2 separate regions of the Gossypium hirsutum genome follow, and region 1 is linked to region 2. The links are chromatin contacts, called in public Hi-C maps. All regions are on one chromosome and are shown on one strand. Each heading gives the region's core, a stretch centred on a gene start, on an enhancer-like site or on the middle of the called end of the contact. The rest is flanking DNA. Distances are from core to core; before and after follow the strand shown.

Evidence for each region. A called contact is a pair of places that touch in the nucleus more often than the background predicts.
Region 1: a contact with region 2 is called in a Hi-C map of leaf, with 2.1 times the contacts expected there. The contact joins the promoter of LOC121228191 here to the promoter of LOC121228189 in region 2. A contact is called at or near these places in 5 of 34 Hi-C or Micro-C datasets (callus, hypocotyl and leaf).

What each region holds. Positions count from the first base shown.
Region 1 is chrA04:80,450,083-80,456,940 of Gossypium_hirsutum_v2.1, reverse strand. It overlaps LOC121228191 (ATP synthase subunit beta, mitochondrial), which reads right to left and starts at 5,061. Exons shown (of 9, transcript XM_041111461.1): 1 at 4,471-5,061; 2 at 3,855-3,930; 3 at 3,679-3,767; 4 at 3,383-3,500; 5 at 3,203-3,306; 6 at 2,960-3,118; 7 at 2,644-2,868; 8 at 2,217-2,528; 9 at 1,661-1,999. The coding sequence starts at 4,947. The coding sequence ends at 1,886.
Region 2 is chrA04:80,136,172-80,143,466 of Gossypium_hirsutum_v2.1, reverse strand. LOC121228189 (chaperone protein dnaJ 16) reads right to left here and starts at 4,597. Exons shown (of 12, transcript XM_041111456.1): 1 at 3,833-4,597; 2 at 2,906-3,029; 3 at 2,181-2,263; 4 at 1,967-2,078; 5 at 1,788-1,889; 6 at 735-785. The coding sequence starts at 3,972. TRNAQ-UUG (transfer RNA glutamine (anticodon UUG)) reads left to right here and starts at 4,946; the gene lies at 4,946-5,017.

The DNA of each region.
Region 1 (6,858 bases), core at 3,812-6,311, 310 kb before region 2:
TTGTCATTTTATATTGTTAAGCCAAGTTCTAGGGAGTCCATCATCCTTTCCTGTATAATTGTCGGAACAACCAAAACTGCCTGCTGATTACCCACCAGTGGAACTGGACGACATACCTCTATAAGTGTTCCCGACGCCAAACATCGGCTGACCGAAGTTAAAATCAAAACCACTAAATGAGTGTTGTGTCAGGGCTCAGCATTCTTGGTTATCTCCAAACTCCGACTGCTGGACTTTCTATCTGCTACGGTTGAAATCTAGGGCTGGAACCGATGAGTGACTTCCCATTGATGATTCTAGGATATCATAATGGGAACTTCCTAACAAAGCCATGAACGCACCATATAACTATGTCGTTAGACTCTCAACTTGCTCTTCCGTTCCGGCCTCTCGAACTGGAACATATGTTGACCTCCGACCGCCTTCATCTGTGTTTGCAAACCCCGCATATAACTCGAGTATTGGTGATCCACTAGCAATATGCGTCTGGATCATCACCTTCATTCCCATTGTACCTCTAATATCAAAAGCCTCATATTTGATGGGATTGACCGAAGCACAAAATTGATATTTCAATGACGATACGCTCATCTAGTTGGATCCGATGATTTTTTGCCTAATTTTTGCACGAAGATCCGTTAATTGTATGTTCGAGTTGAAAGCCAATCGCGTTGTATTATCTGATGAAAAAATAACCCCAATGTCGATGTCACGAATTTCATCGTCGTAATAAACAACAACATTAATTCATCCACTCATTTCAACAAAATAACCTATTTCACATATTGAAAACAAAAACATTATGCAGAAAAATAGAGTTGAAATTATACATGAACAACAAAAATCGAACCTTATTTGATGCAATTACATGTTTGCTCGAAATTATGCCTTATGAAACGTCTTGCGAACTTCCTCTTCATGGGATTCAGTATGCTTGAAATTGGCTTATGGCACTAAATGCTAAAAATGATTCATTCATACAATAGAGGTGAGCGGCAAAATGATTCACAAAATATTATCCCGAGATATTTGATGGGTGAGTGGGAACTTTGCATGGGTTGAAATTTGGAGAGTGAAAATGCACCCTATAGGGTGCATTTTCAATGGCATGTAAAAAAAATGCACTGAAAGCACGTCCAACTAAAAGCATTTTCATGCCATGTCAACTGACCTCTACCTACCATAAACTACAGATGACAAACTCGATTCAATTTTAAAAAATTGAAAAAATACGAACTTTGGGTTAATCGAATCAAACAATTCAAAATTCGATTTTAAATTGAGTTAAATTTTATAATCCGAATAACAAATTAGTGTAAATACCCTTTTAGTACCTATCAATTTTGAAAATTACCAAATTGATTAAATATTTTATAATGTTTTAAAGAGTATTTTCAGATTTATATATATATTATTTTGGAGATTTAACTTCGTAATTTTTATGACTTTAAAACATTTCATAATTTTATTAATATTAATTTTAAAATTTTAACAAATACAATCACTCTATTATCCTTAATCGTTCAATTTCAAATATTATAACTAAAATACCTCAATGTGATTAGAGACTAATAATTAAGTCATCAACTACCACCTTTTTGCTTGAAGACTAGAGCTGCATTTGTTTAAATGAAAACAGAAAAGTCTAGCATCCGTAGTCTTCCAACGAAAAATGTACATATCCGCCTTTTATTTCCCTTATTAAACAAGTAAAAAGGGGCCCAAGTTCTATTCCTCTTTCTCACTCTTGAATAAAATCATTAAAACTTGAATAGGAAAAATATCCCAAAAAATGAACAGTCCTGTTGTTATTGGCAACGCCAACACCGCCTAATTATTTTCAACATTATCGGGGAGTAAACAAAGGCATCAACATTGAAATTAATTAAGCTGCAGACTCCTTGGCAATCTTATCTGCCTTGGCAATCACTTCCTCAATACCTCCAACCATGTAAAATGACTGCTCTGGCAGGTCATCATACGTTCCATCCAACACTCCCTGCACAGAGTTCAAAATTTTATATGAAAAGATTACCATCTACCAATTAACACAGACACTAAAAATGCATACTTTTCAACGTTATACTAATTTTAATAATAAAGTATATCAATCCATGGATCCACCTATCATAAGAAATTAATCACTTGCTCTTAAGATGTCATAAACACACTAATATGATGCAATAGAAGCAAGCTAGGAAGAGATATAATTGTACCTGGAAGCTGGTGATGCTCTCCTTCAACTCCACATACTTGCCAGGGGCACCAGTGAAAACTTCTGCCACGTGGAAAGGCTGGCTCAAGAACCTTTGGATCTTGCGAGCACGAGCAACAGTTAATTTATCATCTTCACTAAGCTCGTCCATTCCCAAAATAGCAATAATATCTTGCAAGTTCTTGTAGTTTTGGAGAACCTTCTGGACACCACGAGCAGTGTTGTAGTGTTCCTCACCCAAAATATGAGGAGAGAGCATACGAGATGTAGAATCCAAAGGATCCACAGCAGGATAAATACCAAGCTCGGAGATCTGACAATAACCAGAAAAAAGGAAGCAAGTGTCATAATCTAAAAGCACCAACCAATGAAAACGTAACACCAGATGGATCATCTCATCAACAGCTAAAAACAGATGTGCACGATACCTGTCGGGACAACACAGTTGTGGCATCCAAGTGAGCAAAGGTTGTTGCAGGAGCTGGATCTGTCAAGTCATCAGCAGGCACATATATGGCTTGAACAGAAGTGATAGAACCTTTCTTGGTGGTGGTAATACGTTCCTGAAGACCTCCAAGATCAGTAGCCAAGGTTGGTTGGTAACCGACAGCAGATGGAATACGACCTAGCAAGGCAGACACTTCAGAGTTTGCCTGAAGGGAAAAAAAAACAATCCAAACCATCAGGAACACGCAACATGTACTCTTTGAGTGCTTCAAAACCTCATACAATATGCCATCTTACTTGAGTAAAACGGAAAATGTTGTCAATGAAGAGAAGCACATCCTGCCCTTCAGCATCACGGAAATGTTCAGCAACAGTCAGACCAGTAAGGCCAACACGAGCACGAGCACCAGGGGGCTCATTCATTTGACCATAAACAAGAGCACACTTGCTATCAGCCTGTAATGATGATAACAAAAAATCATGGTGGTAAGGTAAAAACTACATCAACAGGGGCAAGATGAATGCATGTTTAGCAGTTACCTGCTTTTCACCTAGCTTAATAACACCACTCTCAATCATTTCCCTATACAAGTCATTACCCTCTCTAGTACGTTCTCCAACACCGGCAAACACTGAGAAACCACCTATGTACCAAAGCAAGAAAAATATAAGATTAATAAACAAAGTAAGAAGCAGCCACAAATATAACGTAAAACCAACCGTGGGCTTTAGCAACATTGTTGATAAGTTCCATAATAAGCACTGTCTTCCCTACACCAGCACCACCAAAAAGTCCAATCTTCCCTCCTCTTTGATATGGTGCAAGGAGATCAACAACCTGTAAAATAAATCAAGAGAATAAAATTTTGAACCTGATTAAACAGTCTCATTTAGATTCAAAAAACACAATGTGTGAACACAAGCTCATCCTGATACAGCAGTGCATCTTTCCACACAAAGGGATAACAAACAGCACAGCATCAAAGGCATACATAATCGCAAGCAATAAATGGCACCTTAATACCAGTGACAAGGATCTGTTGTTCAGTAGCTTGATCGACAAAGGCTGGTGCTTCTCTGTGAATGGGCAAGAAGTGGTCGGTTTCTGTCAAGCACTTACTCAGTTAGACTTTCCACCTCTACACTATAAAGTAAACATTTCAAATAATTAGAAAGTTTGAAAGTCTCTTACTGAGTTCGCCTTTCTCATCAATAGGCTCACCAATGACGTTTATGATACGACCAAGAGTAGCTCTACCAACAGGCACCTAACAAGAACAAACAAACATGATTAAGAGGTTAATGAAATTAAAAAACGTGTTATCGCTAGACAACTTCTAAAGGTTAAAAAAAGCCCATAAAAGAACAATGACTAGATGAAAAGAAGAAAACCAAAAGGCCAAGACACAAAATTGTTAAGCTCAATAAACAAGGGAGAAACGTTAGGATCCTGATCAAGATACCCGAGTCATGGATAACACATAAAAAAAAGCTTTTATTTATTACTATTATCAATTCAAAGGGCAATATCAGCTGTATGTAGTTGACCAACAGATAAATAGTTAATGAGTTCTAATTAGATGCCCAATAGGTTCGAAAGAAAATTCCCTGAAAACGGACTCTAGGAAGAGAAATATTTGTATATGAAATTTCGCACTTATTCCAGATCAGATTCCGATAAAATGTAATTCAGATCCATAAAATGAATACGATGTTCACCTTAATTCCAAAAATACCAAAACACAAGAAATCTTCAAAAAGATTATCATCTCCCATAAAAATGAAAACAATAAGAAAAAAGACTTTACAGTGATAGGAGATCCAGTGTTGAGAACCGGCTGCCCTCGTACAAGTCCCTCCGTTCCATCCATAGCAATGGTCCTAACCATGTTTTCACCCAAGTGCTGAGCCACTTCCAGCACAAGCCGGATCGAGTGGTCCATCACTTCAAGCGCCGTCAAAATCGGAGGCAAACCTTCATCGAATCTAACATCGACGACGGCACCGATCACTTGACAAACCTGACCGATGGCTCCAGCACCAGTGAACTCATCAGTGATCTTACCTTTTCCGCCCTTCTTAGCGGGAGGAGGCTGCGATGGAGCAGTAGCGGCAGCAGCCGCAGATGTAGAGCACTCAGCATCGCGTGAGAGAAAGTAGGGGCAAGGAAAAGGGCGGCGCGTGGGGGAAGGTGAAGGGAGGCGAGGGGTAGGGCTGGGAGATTTGGAGAGAGATCGGCGAGAAGTGGAGCGGAGGAGAGAAGAGAGGAGTCGACGCGAAGCCATTGGAAAGGGCTCCCAGATAGAGGCTAGGGTTTGAAAAGTGGAGCTTTTTTGAGAGTGAGAGATCAGCTATTCCGCTTGTATATTGGTAACAATACGTAGCTATACTATTAATGTATTTTGACCAACTATATGAAATTTATCCATTTTTATTTATTTTTTATGATAATAAATTTAGTTCTTCATATTTATATATTTTATCAATTTCTCTTCTTTTTTTAATTAAATTTGACTCTTGACCTTTTAAAAAATTATAAATTTGAATATCAATCATTCAAAAATAGTCGAGTTATTATATGTTTAATGGAAATATAAACTAAATCGCTAAATTTTTAAGCATGGCAATTTACATGTACTTAGGCTAATTTTTTTAATGAAATTTTTATATATTTTTTTAATTTTTAAGTCTTTTGAATATTTTTATAATTTTTAAATTATTTGTTAGCATGGTATATAAAATAAATAGTGTCATATCTTAGCATGGCATATAAAACAAATAGTGTCATATCTGTATGAATTGCACATTAACTGCCATGCTGGTTGTCACGCCAATATTATTTAAAAAATTAATATTTTAGTCAATATTTTCATTAAAACAAAAGCAATTTGACTTTTGTGAGGCACCCAAATCCTCAATTATGAGTAATCTATCTCTTTTTAAAAAGTTAATTACTAAATTTAGCTTAAAAAATAATAAAGATCAAAAATTGATGAAAGATATAAACTTTAAAGGCTAAAATTATCATTATTCTAATATTTTTACATGTATTAGAATTTTTCTTTAGTTTTTGATAAAAATATTAGGCTATGAACACTGCTTGTATAGGAGTGGAAAATTTTATGTAATAAATATATTATTAAAAGTTTATATAAAAAAATGAATTTTTGATTAAAATGGTAAAATTTATATGTGAATTTTATTGATTTTATATAAAGACAAAAATTACTCTTACAATAATGTAACTTATTTTGTATAGACAAAGACATTTTAATCATTTTTCAGTTGAGTTGATGTCATATTGATTTATGAGTTTTAATATAATATAGATAGATATATCTTATTTATCACTATTCTTTGACTTCCTCAAAGATCAAAATTTAAATAAGAATGCATTTTTAATTCACATATCATTTTATTTCAAATAAATTATAATAAAAATCAAGCATTATAAAAATATAATCAAATTAAAAAGAATTCACACATAATGAAATTTAAGTTATAATAAATTTGAAGAAAACCCACCTATAATTTGCATATGATGCAAGTATTCAATGTCATAATATTAACTAGGACTCCACTTGAATTTATAAATAATGATAATTTATTATGATTTTAATTATAAATATAAAATAAATATTATTTGTCCAAAAAAATATATACATATTTTATTTTTCAAACCTTTAGTATTGTAGCCAAAAATGCTTTAAGAAGTTAAAAGTTGATTTTAAATATGAATTTGTGAATTAAAATATATATAATTTTAAGTTAAAAAATATATTTAAAAGATATTTAAATTTATTAATACAATCAATTATCTCTATAACAATTAACTTTTATAACAACATTTCACTATAATAGTTAAGTTTGTTGTAGGACCGATTTTTTATATTTTACTTTTACTATCTATAACAACTTTCCATGTATAATAACAATAATCAACTATGAAGTACGCTATTTATTAAATTTGCACTTTATAACATTATGTTATCTAAAAATTTAGTGAAATCAATTATATTTTTAAGTGAAATAAAAATCGTAAATTTTAGTTAAGATGTTATTTTAATAAAATTGTTTGAATTTTACATAAAAACTTATTAATCATAATTAATTAAATGAAAATAATATTTAATAAATAAATTATATAATTTATATTGATGGAGTAACATAATTGAGTGTATATTTGCATGAATTAT
Region 2 (7,295 bases), core at 3,348-5,847:
ATTCAAACTATACTGATAAGGTTTAAGAAAGAAGGTAAGCAAATCTCCTTATCAGAAGATTCATAACTGATTCTGATTCATAACTGATATAATGAAGTCATGTCCAAGCAAATTTTGGTATATTGACATCTTATCACTAAATGAGAAGCATCAAACAGTGATAAGATAGAAGGGAAAAACAAGGGCAGAAGGAATGAATAAGTGAGAAAAACAAAGGAAAGCATTACGACTTTCTGAAGATAGATATGATTTGACAATCTGTTACAGCAACCAAAATCCAAGCTTTTTACCTCATTCCACTAATTCTTCCACTTTTAAAGGGGGATAGGCAGAGCATAAAACAGACGAGATAACACAAAGGTTATAGAGATGCCTTTAACAGAAATCTCATGCAGATGATAAGGTAGGCCTAAAATTATATTAAGCTTTGAGCTTGCAAAACCTCCTCTCTGGAACTTTGTCCTAATAGTTAATTATCCACTGTTATTGTATCCATTGCTGTTGTTTTACTCCAATATTGTGAGTTGAGAAGACATTAAAGTGTTTCACAATTATTAATAAATAGCAAGTTCATGGAACTCAAAAACCTAGATGCTACACATAAACAGAATGCAGGAGCTTTTGATGTGGATATTAAAAGGTAATCATGATAGCTCATGTGAAGAAACTTGATATGCAACGTAAACAAATTGACAACTTCTAAACTTTAAAAACAGAAAAGCAGAAGCTCTTACCTGCAGTGCAAGGCTTAATCCACCATTTTCTTCTAGCTCAAAATATAATAACTGCAACCAAATACAAATAAGAGGGGGAAAAAAAGAGTAATTCTTTGATGCAACAGAAAAGGTTTAATATAATTTATTATTTTAGTCTACAGGTAAACCACATAATTAGTTAGCAAGGTATATATATACTCATTTTAAAATATTGTCGAAGGAAAACACAGGTCCAATATGATTGGACATCAGATCTTTAAGAAAGTTGACAGCTCTAAGCTTTCATACATCAAAATTTGGGAGCAAAACTGTTATAAGGATATTGAAAGCATTAATCATTTTAATTCAAGAGTTTCAATAGAACTCAATGAAACAAGGCAAAAGTACACTAACACACCTCCTGTGTAGCCTTATTCAGACTACACCATGGTAGTGACACTTAAATCAATATAACAGGTAAAACTACACATGAACTTTGCCCTAGACCACATATCAAAACTGCCTAGAATGAAAACACAAGCACACAATAAAATAATGAAAAACAAAAGTTGCCTCTCTATCCACAATAACGCAACTAAGCACACAATAAAAGGGATGAAACTCTAGCTTCCAGTATCAATTCTATGTGACATAGACTAAGGGCCTGAATGATTCTCGATTCAATCCATTCCTATAACCTAAGTCCAGTATTTTTCTTTATTTTTTCTTGTATGATAGGGAGGATGGGGCCTTTCATAGATCTGGTGATGGGAAGTGAATGAATGTCCTCATTATTTAAATTCTTTCCTTCAAGTATAGGATAATAATTATAATAGAAGTTGTGAATAATTAATATCTAATATTGCACACATACACATTGTAAAAGGTTGGAAAGGGGTACAGTGCAAATTTTGTTTCATTAGTACGATAAAGATGAAATGAATCACAATTTCTATCAATGCAACCTCCACACCACCGCCCCTCCCCCCCATCCCAAAACAAAACAAAAAAAAATAGTAAAAGAGAAAAAAAAACAATAGTTCCCATATGCAGATGATGCTGAATCCATAAGTTCTAACTCATTTTATCCACCTTGAACTTGCTTTTATCAGATGATTGTACTCGGCAAACAAACCCATCTCTTGCTTCTTCTGTTATTGTGACAGAGTAGAAGTGAGCGCATTGTTTTTCAACCTGTTAAACATCAGTGACTGCATAAATTATCAACAGAAGTATTAGAGAAAAAAAAAACATGAATATAGTTACCTCACCTTCCTAGAAATAGGTTGCCCCAGCTGAAGTGGGCGAATATTGACAGCACCATTAAGTGCCTCCTCCAAAACAGTTGCAGACACAGTGGTCTTAATTGGCACGCCAAGTTTACTGTTCATAGGAATTAGTTAAAATTCTATCCAATGCCTAACATTCATAAAGGCAATGAAACAATAAGACATGTCAACTCATATAATAAGGACAAGGAGTTACCTAAAAAGTGCAGCAAATATGGTGTTCACAGCCCCCAAACTTGAAAGATCTAGCTCCAATTCTTGGTTATCAGCTTCAACAGCCTATTCAAGGAAAGAACGTCATCAATTAAATTTAATGCTTTATCAATCAAGCTCGGTCATGCAAGATGGAACTTTAACAGTTTTAAAAGTGGAAGAACAGGATTCTCTAAAGCCTCCAAGTGCAACCAGTGTTGCTAAGGTGCTGTGCCTTAACCATGAAAGACACTTTGATGAAGTGCATGCTAAATGCACCTAACACTTTTTATAAGGTGCTAGGCAGAAAAGGATCGCCTGCCTGAAGTTCTCTTTAACAATTAAACATTTATTGTGTTCAATTAACTGTATCTTTACCAGTAAAAAAGGGAATGATGAGCTGCATATTGGCCAATAAAAGAAAAAGAAAATCTAGCATGTTTGTGGGATAATTTATACCACTTGTTAGAGTTTATTATCATAATTACATGTCTTAAGTTTTCTTTTTATAAATACACAAAGCTACAAAAATATACAGACATATATACTTGTTGTTCCCAACTTCATGCAGGAGGGCTTTTTTTACACCTTGAACCTCAAGCAATATAAAGGTTCTAGCACCTAGATTGTGCCTTGGGCTCTTGGCATCACTGAATGCAACAGTAAGAAAATCAGAGATAACCATCAGGCAAAATAATTCTTCAGAAAGTAGATGCATGTATAGCTTACCTCAAAACCAGCAGTGTCATACTGGCGTCTTTTATCCGGATCAGACAATATATTATAAGAAAATGTAACCTCCTTGAACATATCAGCTGCAACAGGATCATTTCCATTCTTATCAGGATGGTACCTGAAAGAGCTAAGATTAGCATTTATAGCACAGCCGCCTGAATACAGCAAGTTTTTTGAGTGTATAACCAGAACTTTATATGCTTAATGTCAAGAGATGTCCAACGTGAACTATCTGAAAAGTAGTCCATGCCATACATTGTCTGTCCCAAATCACATATTTCATTTGTCATAGCTGCTTGCTGGAAAGGAGCATCATCAAGGCAAATAAACCATTCTGTGGACACATGTTGGAAACAATCATTTGGATACTTTAGTTATGGTTTTATCTGTTGTTTGACAAGTATTCCGGATATCCAACCAGTCACTAAAGGCCAGCGTTATTCTGCTTCGAATGCTTATCCCTGCACAAGCATGGTATAGGACACCTGATCTAAGCAAAATCTGTTGTCTAACTGGCAAATACCAACACTAAAAATCTGAAGCTTGGCCAAGTCCTCCACAGCTATTGCTATATGTTGATAAATGACTCTCCTACACACTATCATTGGGAAGGCAAACCATCACACCGAACCCCAATCACTCATAAATCTCCAGTTATGGTTCGAAAATGCCATCCAAATTCCGGTTCTAAATACTTGGTATACTCCACGTACGCAAGTGAATTTACCTTATAATTAACCATAGTTATCAATATGCTCAAACTAGTGTACCCTGATGTACCCTAAAGAAATCACTAAAAACTCTTAACAAAAACACCAAGAATTCGAACATAGGAACACCTTTAAACTTATAAAGGAAAAAGACCGAAAATTTACAATTAAAATTTTTTTTAAAAAAAAAGGTAAGAAAAACTAAACATACTTGAGAGCCATTTTTCTGTACGCGCTCTTAATTTCCTGATCCGTAGAGTTTCTCAAGACCCCAAGCACCTCATAAGGATCTCGACGAAGATGCTTCGCCATGCCATCGTTTTTCTCCGACTTGGATCGATGTGGCGGCATTTTTCTGTAGACACCACCAAACAAAAAACTAAACCGGAAAATTGTTCTATTTTAAGGTAAGAAACCCTAGAAATCCAAAACCTTAAACTAAATTCCAAAAACGGAATGGAAATTAACTCCCTTATGTCTCCACCACATTTCAACAAAGTAGGAGACTTTTTTAGGGGTTAAGAAGCGAAAAAGGAAAGATTCAGGTGCATTGAGAAGAGAAGATAGAAAGAGGAAACTCCATGGGACTTCCAAGCTGGAGGTTTGATAGAGAGAAGAGAAAGAAAGAGGAGGAAAAATTGGAGGGGAAATTAATTAGGTGCAATGTTAATATTTTAACATATTCATTTTTTAAATTTAAATTTGAGACAACCTATATCGTCATTGGTTTATAAATATTTTCAAAAACCAAAATTCAATGGCTATGCGTTTATCTGAACAGTACCATTGCAGTATGGAGATTGCACACTGCGCACTGCAGTCTGCAGTCTGCAGTCTGCAAACGCATATCTGCTTGCATTGGCACGTGTCATGGGATCGAGGAGCACGTGGGTGCGCAATGCGCATAATTTGCATTCCTCGTTGAAGCGGGATTTTGAAAAACATGGAAATTGTTTTTTTATACAAAAAAGAAAGTGAAATTGTTTAATTTTATTATTTAAATTATTGGATTATAAAAATAATTACAAATATAATTAAAGGTACCCACAAAATTACTTAAATATATATATAAATTAAACAAAATCATGAAAAAACATAAGATGTTGAAGTTTTTATAGCACAAATTACTAGTTTATTAAAAATTATATAAATACATAAATTACCGAACCTAATTCTCTCAATTGCAAACAGTGAATAATGATCTTGTTGCATGATTTAGAATCATCCGATCACTAACTTGCAGATTATTCTTATTCCCATTGAAAATCCTTTTATTTCCTCTACTTTGATTTTAAATTAAGATTTATATCTTATAAGCATTGGAGGTTCTATGGTGTAGTGGTTAGCACTCTGGACTTTGAATCCAGCGACCTGGGTTCGACTCCCGGTAGGACCTTTTTTGTTCACCTTAAAATGCGATATTTAAAAGAAAAATGGTTATTAATTTTATCATAATTCGGTTATTGGAGTAAAATTTAAGTGGCTTTCTATTTTTTCATAATTTTTTTATGATTAATATTTTAACAATCACCGTTATATTTCATGCTCTAGTTATATAAATTATATATGTCAAGTTTGATATAAATTAAAAAATTTTAACTATTTATTTTATGAAAAAAAGACTTTCAATTATCAAATATATGTTATTATAAACAATACTTTAGATTGATATGATGTAGATACTGACTCGATTAAAAATTTTGCATGCATGATAAGTACAAATATTTTAAAAAAATTCAACTATTAGATCGTTAAAATATTAATAGCATAAAAAAGTTATCAATGGTGTAAAACAACTTAAGTTTTACATTGTATAAGTGAATTCCTCCCCATAATTTTTTGAATGTTTATAATTTATATTTATAATTGTGATTATGCCTATAATTATATAATTGTTTGATCAAAACCAATCTAATCTTCAAGTATAGTTGCTATTGGTAGGGCTGCAAATGAATCAAGCTTGAACGAACAACCCTTTGTTCATGTTCAATTTGTGTTCGTTAAAAATTTTAAATTTTTTGTTCATGTTCGTTTATTTAAATTTATGTGTGTTCATATTCGTTTGTTTAAAATTCACGAACATTAAACAACATGTTCATGAACATATAATTGAAAATGTTCACGAACAATATTAATGAATAATAAACAAACATATAATAAATAAATACATACACACAGATATTATTTCAATATTTTTATAAGAAAATATCATTAATAAATAAACGAGTCATAAACAAGCTTATAAACGAGCCAATAAACGAGTTTATTCGTGAACATAAACGAACCGAACACACGTATGTTGGTATTCACTCATTTATTAAACAAATATAAAAATTTTGTTCATACTTATTTATTTAGCTTAGTAAACGAACGTTATACAAGTGGTTCATCGAACATTTTATTCATTTACACCCCTAACTATTAGTTTTCAAAGCCGAACTTCCATATATCTATAATATCAATATTATTAAAAGCTCAAAGATTTTAACATATACATGAATGTTGAACTAATTTTATAAACTCATAATAATACATTTTGAAATATTTAAATCAAATCTATTAAATTTAAAATGATTAAAATTATATTTATTAAGATGTTAATCCATCACATTTTAAAATATACAAATGTACCATTATAAAATTATGTTGCTTCAAAAATATTACACTTCAGTTTAAACATGGCAAAATTGTGAAATCAATAGCCGACAACATAAAATGATTGTTATATAAATTTTTTTAATAATTTTATTATATGTTTTTGATTATATTTGGCTTTTTTATTAAAATAGCACAATATCTAAAATTATCTATAGCCTTCTCCAACCATAAATATGAAGATAATATGTTTTAGCACACTCGATCCCACATCCTCCTACACTGATAACAATGCTCATGCCAATCAAACTAAGACTTAATCGACAAATTTTAATATTTTTATTTATTCAATGATAGATGAAAAAATGATAAAATAATAATACAGTAATTTATAATATATATATATAATAATTTTAAAAAACATGAAAAACATTTGAACTAAAAGAATAAAAGTATAAAGATAATTGAAATAATGAAATAAACAATGAAAAAAATTATTAAAATAGATGGAGGATTAAAAATAAAAAAATCGTTATTAATAAGAACAATTTTATTTCACTGATTAATTATAAAAACGGATTGATGATTATATCTAGAAGATATATTTATACAATTTTTTTATAGCAATATTCCGTTAAGCAAAATTTGTAGATGTTGACTTAATATTTAGGCATTTAAAGGCAAATTACACAATTATTGACCAAAAAAACTAATTACATGGTTATTTAAAAGGGTAGAGTTAATTATACAATACATCCCTAAACTATTATCTTCGTTTTAAATTAGTCTTCAAACTTTAAACATTCTAATTAAATCCTCAAACTATTGAGGTTATATCAATAAAGCTCTTTTGTTACTAAAATCAATAATTTAACTGTTAAATTAGATGTCATATCTCATGTGACATAATTTATAAAAATATTGGTGTTGAAGTTTTCGAAACTTTTACAAAAGTTTTATTGTTCATTCACTCGATCTTTTTTTTTTGGTTTTTACTTTTAAAAGTTATATGACAACATTTTAATTTTCTTTAAAATTCTTATTTTAAATTATGACACAATATCAATAACTTAGATGTC